Linked DNA regions of Mus musculus: regions 1 and 2 are each linked to region 3. The links are chromatin contacts, called in public HiCAR-type maps. All regions are on one chromosome and are shown on one strand. The core of a region is the stretch at or near the end of the contact, and the rest is flanking DNA. Distances in the headings are between cores, read along the strand shown. Region 1 overlaps Junos (a long non-coding RNA gene). Region 2 overlaps Fggy (FGGY carbohydrate kinase domain containing). Region 3 has its middle 13 kb from the start of Gm830.

Region 1 (2,700 bases), core at 2-2,501, 350 kb before region 3:
AGCTCTCAGCTGCTGAAGAAGTCCAGTCTGCAACCAGGAGGAGAAAGGCCACTTCCCCAGAGGATCTCTGAGACCTTGCCATTTGTATACACACATCTGAAGAGGGATCAGGTGGCACCAGTCTGCCTAGGTCACCTAGGTTTAGCTTCCCACTCAGCACTGCCAGCTTAGGGCTAGACTCTGGGAAGTCTGGTTCACTTGGGCCAAGTCTATGAGGACTGGTCTGGGTGATGCTCTCAGAAGCCAGACACATAAAGGGCCTGCTCTAGAAGTTAGAGACTGACCCAGACAAGCACATTTGAATATCTTCTGCAAGACTTCAGGACGGCAGGAGGATGGGTCAGAGCTGGAGGGGAAGGAATAAATGGCCTGACTAATGTTTTATGAATGTACATGGCCAAAGGACAATTTATTATTATTATTATTATTATTATTATTATTATTATTATTATTATTATTATTATTTTAATGTGTGCACACATGTGCACACATAGGCCAGAGAAGTGCATCAGGTGTCTTGCCTTCCTCTATCACATTCCTTTTGAAGTTTGAGAGACTGGGTCTCCCACTGAATCTAAAGCTTAACATTTCAGTTGGGTTGGCTGGCTAGCAAGCTCCTGGGCATGCCTGGCTTGGGGATTCAGAGTTTATCCACCGACTTAGAAGTGAATGATCTCTGAGCTAAAAGAATAAAGAAAGTATCCTTTGCTAAAAGTCTCCTTCAGGTAGACACTGGGAGAAGCATCAGAATTAGAGAAATGATTGCCGCGATCCTGGGTGTTGCATGCCTGGCACATGCTAGAGACTGTCCTATTAATACTTTACAGTCACCAGCCTGGAGAAGATCTACAGGAGAGCAGTATCACACCAGGTAAGAGTTGTAGGCAGAGCCAGCCGCTGGGCCTGCCGACTAGGGCCTGCAGTCCTTTGCCCCCTCACATTGGCAAGTTCTGAGGGTCTGTCTCCCTTTCTTGGAACAGCAGACAGCAGACAGCAGACAGCTCAGCAGGCCCTTGGCTTGGCTGCTGGAAAGGGCTCCCAGAAGGCCCCCCAGGCCATTGTAGCTGTAAGCAGCTTGTTTCCCAGTGCCCCAACACAGTTGATCCTCTGCAGGAAAAATTTCAGGTTTCTTTGCCTGGGGCAGTCCTGTAGCATACCCGATTGCAAATAGAGCCCAGGAGCTGATGGAGACTTAGGATAAGAGCTGGGAGGGAGGAAGGGAGGGCCAGGGGCAAAGTAAAGCGGGTGGGTGGGGCTGGCAGCCAGTGTTCCCTGGAGGGAGCAGGCAGGCTCAGGGGACCAGCTTCCTTGTAAACAGTGTAGAGCCAACTCTAAAAATACTCCTGCCCTAGACAGGGCGAACTCAGCTCTGCGGTCCTCTTCCAGAGCCTTCCCGGGGCCTCCCCCCTTTCCTGAAAGGTCAAGGGGATGGGAAGAAAGTCCCTTTGCAAAGGGTAGGATTTCCTCAGCAAGGCAGGCCCAGCGGTGCTTCCTTCCTCTGGAAAACAGAAGGAGGATAATCTCCGGTTTTACAAACAAGGATATGGAGGGAAACCTGGTTTTCCTGAACTGTCACGGGAGACCCGAGTTTACCTCGGGTTCAAGGATGGAACGTGATTCACAGCTGGAGCAAAGGGGGCCTGGAAAGGACCCCTGGGCAGTAGTCCTCAGCTCAGCTCGTGCCCTCATTAGGCCTCTGACCTATGAGTCAACCACCCGATGCCTCAGTTTCCACAATTATAGAAGAGGATAATCACAGTGCTTACTTTACTTGGCTACGGAGAAGGCCAAATGAAGTGCCCTTTTCACAGCTCTTTACACGGGGCCCGGCACGTGCTAAGCACGCAAAATGTGCTTATTATGCTTCGAGTAGAGATAATAACCGGAGATTTCGTTTTAATGGGGGAAACTAGCAGGGAGGCAGACTGGCGGTGTGCACGGGAGCAGGCTAAAGGGCCGAGCCTTGGAAGATTCAAACCTGTTATTTGACAGATGGGGAAACTGGTCCCAGGGAGCAAAAAGGAGATGCCCTAAAAACACTGTTAACCAATTCGATGCTGTCGGTTCAGTGTAAGAGAAAAGGGTGATGAAGACCACCATTTGTGCTGCGCCACAATGGGCAAGAGAGGTCCCTGGTCTACAGAGTATATTTATATGTGAAATGCTCTTTCTTAGGGAGACAGTGAGAACTATCCCAGGACTGAGTTCTGTAGTCGGGGAAAGGAGGAGACACTTGGCAGCATGTTGGACCCATTGAACAGGAAGACCCATCTTCACGTTGGTGGTAGTTGTAGACCATGCCTTTGTACCCAAGGATCATGGAAGGGAGATGTAGGCAGGAGGTGCTCAGTTTTACCTGCAGACAGATCTTCAGTCCTGTGCAGTCTGGTGCAGTAAACACTAGCCACATTAAACTTCTGACCACCAGATTTCAAAGGCTATTTTTAAAGAAGCCAGTGAAATGCCTTACTAATATTTTTAATGGGCTACAGGGTTGAAAGGATGGTTTCAGATCCATTGGGTTAATTAGCATTTCTTTTTTTCCTGTGTCTCCTAAGAAAATCTTGAAGCACACATGTGGCTTGCAACGTCTCTCTTTTGGGTGGCGGGGTTCCAAGTACTGCACACTAGTTCAGCATTAGGGCAGGCTCTGTCAGCAGGTGATAAGCCTCTCATCACTAGAGGTACAAGAAACAGGTT
Region 2 (2,700 bases), core at 190-2,689, 360 kb after region 3:
GTATAGACCACCCTAGAAGGTCCCCGCTGAACACAAGGGCTGAGCCACATTGTTTAACAGGAAATAATGAATGAATTTTAGATACCTAAAGATGCATGATAAAATAATGACAAAGTAGCCTGACTATTAAGCAAGATAGACTGGAAAGCTGTCACCATGGGGCTGTGTACCTTCACAGCTGTCAAACTGACTCTCTAGTAGGGAGGTGCTTCCGTCTATCAGACAGTGTCTGGTGACTTGTTACAAAGAGACTCTCTGTCAGCTCTTGCAGGTAGAATTCTTCCCAGGATGCTTTTTGAGATTGGCTTTCTATCTGGGACTCTGACCTCTGGCTTCACTACCAGAGGAGACATCTGGGAAGAGCCATGGAACAGGTCCTCCCTGCCTTCACCATCATCCTTTGCTGATGGACGGAGGTTGGAATTAACAGTGTCAGCTTAATTCCTTCTCAGCACTTAAAGCTTTGAGATATCAGGACCCGACCCTGTGCTGGAACATCATGTAAGGTTTAATCCCACCCATGCCATTAGATTAATAGAGTCACTGGTAGATGTCCATTCCCTTCATGTTTGTCCTTGATAAAGACCCTTTATGTAAATGCCCCAAGAATAAGAATTTCGGTTAACTCATTTCCCTATCTCTAGTGTCTAACACAGCCAGACACAGACATGCTGCTTGGCAAATCCTTTTCATTCATTAAGCAAATAGCCCTAGGTATTTGGACAAGTAAAATCCTCATCACATCTACAATTGAGTGGGCAAGATGGTGAAACAATAAATGTAAATGCATATTATATCTTGGGTCAAGAGTTAAAAAGGAAAAGAACAGGTTTGATGGAAGAGCTAATTAGCATGATTGATAGCTGAATGACAATAAATGTCTTTGACTCCTAACTCTGAACCTGTCTCATTTGTTCTCTGAAAACAGTAATCATCGCTATTATGTTCATTGTTGCAACTGCTACTCCTGTTTCTTATGTATGCATTGCATTCTAAATTTTATGTTAGTGTTATATAAATTCATGAACTAACCTTGCCTAATAGGCCTCCTTATTTCAAATGAATGAGACAAGACCCAGAAATATTCTTCATATGATGAGATAGCTAGTGTCATAGATGGTGCTTGAACCAAAGCTGGTCACACAGTCTTCTGTTCTGAGAAAAGGGAATGTCTCCTGAACTCCTAAGTGACCACTGCAGGTTCAACCTGGATCCCAGTTTGAGAAGCCCCAAATCATATTATATGGCAAAAGCCTCATTCCATTAGATTAAAGGGCAAAATGAAAACAACCATAACAAAAACGAGTTGCTGGAGAGTATTAGGAAAATAAGGAAAATAATTTTGCCTTGGCCATCTCATGGTCACCTTCCAGCAGTAGTAAGCCATCACCATGGCAATGGGAGAAAAATTAATGTTGAATGTTGAGTCATTTTAAAAAGCCACATCAACAGCATACCGAGCTGATGCTGTAAGCTCTCTGCTACAGCTGGTCTGACAGTGCTAGAGGCATGGTGTCGAGCTCCATGCTGGAGGGACGAGGGGGGACTTAAGCTCAGCCTTGGAAGATTTAAGTCTGAGCCTTAACTGTATCCTGTGGACTTCAGCAAGTCTACTGACAAACATGAGAGGCGATCATATTAAGTCAGTATTACTATAGTAGCTTTCTGGAAGTCCGTTCAAACCTCCGTAAAATAGAACAGTGATATTTCATAACCATCGTCAGGAGGTTTGATATAATGAGGGATATGGAAGTGCTTAGTAAACTGTAATGTGATTAACATTTTCCAGCCAGGTTTGGAAGAACTCATGCTGGAGTGAGGTAGACAGGGCTGCTCTCTCTCCTTTGTCTTAGTAAAAAGCCCAAGGCTCAGATATTCAGAGCCTCAGCTTCCCAGCAACATTTCCTATTATAAATCTGCAACATGCCCTGCCTGATTTACACAATCTGGGCTCTCTTCATTCTCCCTGCACTTCAGTTTACCCCATGGAAAATGGGGATGACACCAGTGCTCTCTTAGTAAGGTGGGAGATGAGGCTTAAATGAGTCCTGGAAGGGCACAGAAAGGCTGGCTGCCTGGCAGGCCGCCATAAGTGTTAACAGCAGGGATGGCAGAGGAGAAGAGGAAGGAGCAGGAAGAACATTTGAAATGACATATGTATGTCAAGCTCAACACCTCCGTGGGGCACTGATGGCAGTACTCACACTCACCAGATGCTCTGGTGCCTTTTAGAGTGCTCCGATCAGTCACAGGCCCCTTTCTGTCTTCAGAGGAGTCTTGCCTACAGTGGCTTTGTATCAGACCCAGTTTTAGGCCTGCCTTTCTTTCTATGCTGTTTTAGGTAGGAAGAGAGAACCGGACCAAAGGCTTGATAGAAACAAGAGGAAGCTTTACTAATGAAACAAGTTCTCTACAAGTGATGATTTCCCAAACACTGCGCTCTGACATGTTAAAAGACAACACTGGGAAGCACTGGCCTGGACAGTACTCAAATTAACTATGTGATGGAAAATGCTCAAGTTAAATTAACTAAATATCTTCATAGTGCAAGTCCATCGAGATGTTAATATATAAATACGCTTCTGAACCTCCTGGATTGGGTGTCATACAGATGTAATGGTGCCCGATTTTACTTAACCAAAGAATTGGCATTTTGCTAGTCTTTTCTAAGGACAAAAGAGTGGTAGATGCTGTGTAAGC
Region 3 (2,700 bases), core at 110-2,609:
GGCCAGCCTGGTCTAGAGAGTGAGTTCCAGGACAGCCAGGATTACACAGAGAAACCCTGTCTCCAAAAAACAAAAACAAAACCAAACAAACAAAAAAAAGACTTCTGAAGAAACTTGTTTGCCACAGGAACACGCACAAATATCATAAGCCAGGAAATGGGCTCGTAAAAGACACCAATCTTTTGTTGCCTTGATCTTATATTCCAAAGGCCCCAAAACCATGAATAAAAAGTTTTTGTTACCTTCTTAACATATTTTGTTAACCTCCCAAACAGGGTAAGATAGCATTTTATTTTCACTTCCTTCTCTCTCCTGTTGCAAATCCTTTGCCTATAAGGGATTATTAGTAAGTCAGAGTAAACATCAAAAAATTTATGTAAGGATTGCTAAGAAAGCTGGTTGGAGTTGGGAAGGGAACTGAATATAGAACATTTTTGATGTTCCAGTCTGGAGAAGCAGAAGGTACGGCAGCTTTGTAGATCAATTTGGCTACTTTTGATTGAAGTGGAAATTCTAGGCATGGACGGAAGAGTAACTGAGTAAGATGTGAATGAACAGAAAGAGAAGGAGATGTGTGTGAGGAAGAAAGCTCAAGATGTCTGTGAAAATTGGACTCAGAAGTCGAATACTGAGAAGTTGAACAGTCAGCGTGACATACCTTTTCTGAGTGATCACCTAGAAGGGCCTCACTCTGATGATGTGTATATCCACAAGCTCTTCAGTTACTTTGTTCATGATGGGCTCCAAGGATGCTGCTGTTGGTCAAGATGCATTCTCTGTGACTGTGCTGCTCACAGCCTAAGGCTGATTAAACAGAGAAGCACAATGTCAGATATTCATGATGATAAGCTGAACACCTTACCTTGACATGAACTTTCAGGAAGACTTCTCATAGGAAAGGTGAGGCTGGGGTTAGAATTATCTAGACAGTGATGAGGTAACAAAAGAAAAGCACCAACAAGAAATCCCAGCTTCTGCAAAGAGCCAGGGGTGTGTGATGCTTGGTGTACTTCCATGTCCTTATATGAGTGGGAAGGAAAGGAAAGAGGTACTGATGCAAGACTTATGTCATGAATAACTTTGTTTGTCATGCTAAGCACTGATGCTGTGTTCTCAAGGCTATTGGATCTATTTAAAGACTATCCTATAGAACTATAATCTTAAGTCACTGACATGGAACTACTGGAATATGTTTAATGGTTCCAAGCTCTGAGTCGAAGGCTCTGGTATCTGGGCTGAAATTCATGAAACCGTTGGCTTCTTGCTTTGCTTTGGGATCTGGGACTTACTCGACTGGCTCAGAGCATGGACTCATTTTTATGATGTTGAGCCACTGGGTGGATCTTTTATAGGTGATTCCTTCCAGAAATGAGCTGTACACCCATGATGTCAGAGGGTGGGGCATGGGGAATGGAGTAGGGTGTAACAGCTACTATCACAGTCTCTTTCCTCCTAAGAAAATGCAAAGATCTGCCCAGTTTCTGAGCAAGGGATGCTTTCAGTTCTGGGGAAATTTAGCCTTTCACAAACATGACAATTATATCCAGAGACTGAAGGATTGTGAAAAGACCTCAAACATTCTACATGAGCTGATTTAGGCAGCTTGGCAAACTTGAGGAAGTTCATTGGTTCCTTGGGTCCTAATTCCCTTTGCTACAGGAGAGGTGATCATGAATCTATTGAAGGCTATTAGAACATCAGAAGTGAAAAAATTGTAAATCTTTAGGGATACATATTAGTTCTGTCTCCAAAGAATTTTTCTTGTGGATTTTCATTCTCTTATTAGGAATCTAGGGCCATCCCAGTTCAACTTTTCTATCCCATTATTATAATTTAAAAATATTATGTAAAGTCATGAGAATCATTAACAAAGCAAAGAAATTGGCTCATTTCCTCATCTAGTATAATCAAGTATACTAAGTCAGGCACCATGGGTTCATTGATTTGAAATGCAAATAGCTTCTACATCATGCTGTGCCTCTGACCAAGTCACTTTTCAATAAAATAAGATTCTTTTTGTTGTGATGCATTCTGGAGCAAGCAAATAAATGAGTGAGTTTCAGCAAGTCAGGCTTGCTAAGATGAATAGGCTACTGACCACTGAATGGTATCTCTCCTGATCTGTTTACAGAGGTTCTGTGAGTTTCCATGTCAACCTGTAAGTAAGCTAGGAAAAAAAAAAATCCTCCAGGGGAAAAGAGTTAAAAAGTTCATGCTTCAAGAATGAATCATGAAATATTCCAAGAATGTTTGAGAGAAATATGGCATGCCCCAGGGGACCCCCAGGGAGAAAGAGGGGGACAGCTGCAGCCACCACACGCTGAGTCCAGTGTGGTGTCTGGTCCATAGACTAGTTTTGCCTGCAGCCACAGATTGAAAGGTATGCTAGTGAACCGAGAGACATAGACTTCTCCCAGTGCCATGAGCCCTTCTGGGATGAAAAAAATGACCTTCAGTAGCTTCTAACTTAAGTCTTTAATTTCAAATATCATCTTCATTACAAATTTAAATCTTGACAGAACTAGAAATCCATTAGATGTTTTCTTTTTACAGACATCTTCTGTCTTGCTACAAAGTTTTCTCATTTAGATGCTCATTAGACACTTGGCGTTTGGAAGAACGAGAGCGTCACTCCTAAGCAGGGTATCTGTGGGGCAGCTGAATACCCACTGTAGCTGTGCTTTTCAAAATCACAGGCTA

The links. HiCAR-type assays count read pairs that join an accessible place to other places.
Region 1: a contact with region 3 is called in a HiCAR-type map of fibro-adipogenic progenitors, with 4 times the contacts expected there. The contact joins two enhancer-like sites. A contact is called at or near these places in 1 of 484 Hi-C or Micro-C datasets (embryonic fibroblasts) and 4 of 115 datasets of contacts at active chromatin or transcription factors (embryonic fibroblasts, embryonic limb bud, embryonic stem cells and 1 more).
Region 2: a HiCAR-type map of fibro-adipogenic progenitors shows a contact between it and region 3, with 3 times the contacts expected there. The contact joins two enhancer-like sites. A contact is called at or near these places in 3 of 15 datasets of contacts at CTCF or cohesin (the NIH/3T3 cell line and large pre-B cells), 2 of 484 Hi-C or Micro-C datasets (the C10 cell line and bone marrow-derived macrophages) and 2 of 115 datasets of contacts at active chromatin or transcription factors (embryonic fibroblasts and fibro-adipogenic progenitors).

The regions. Positions count from the first base shown.
Region 1 is chr4:95,152,765-95,155,464 of GRCm38.p6, forward strand. It overlaps Junos (a long non-coding RNA gene), which reads left to right. Exons shown (of 5, transcript XR_867920.3): 3 at 828-871. Among named protein-coding and RNA genes, the nearest start is that of Gm12708, 39 kb to the right of the region's middle. Within about 2 kb of position 1,252, at least 91 of the 459 cell types and tissues checked have an H3K27ac peak or open chromatin away from gene starts, as enhancers often do. A contact at or near this core is called in fibro-adipogenic progenitors, where this site is marked.
Region 2 is chr4:95,863,987-95,866,686 of GRCm38.p6, forward strand. All of the region lies in intron 14 of Fggy (FGGY carbohydrate kinase domain containing), which reads left to right. Among named protein-coding and RNA genes, the nearest start is that of Hook1, 100 kb to the right of the region's middle. Within about 2 kb of position 1,440, at least 13 of the 459 cell types and tissues checked have an H3K27ac peak or open chromatin away from gene starts, as enhancers often do. A contact at or near this core is called in fibro-adipogenic progenitors, where this site is marked.
Region 3 is chr4:95,499,107-95,501,806 of GRCm38.p6, forward strand. No RefSeq gene overlaps it. Among named protein-coding and RNA genes, the nearest start is that of Gm830, 13 kb to the left of the region's middle. Within about 2 kb of position 1,360, at least 19 of the 459 cell types and tissues checked have an H3K27ac peak or open chromatin away from gene starts, as enhancers often do. A contact at or near this core is called in fibro-adipogenic progenitors, where this site is marked.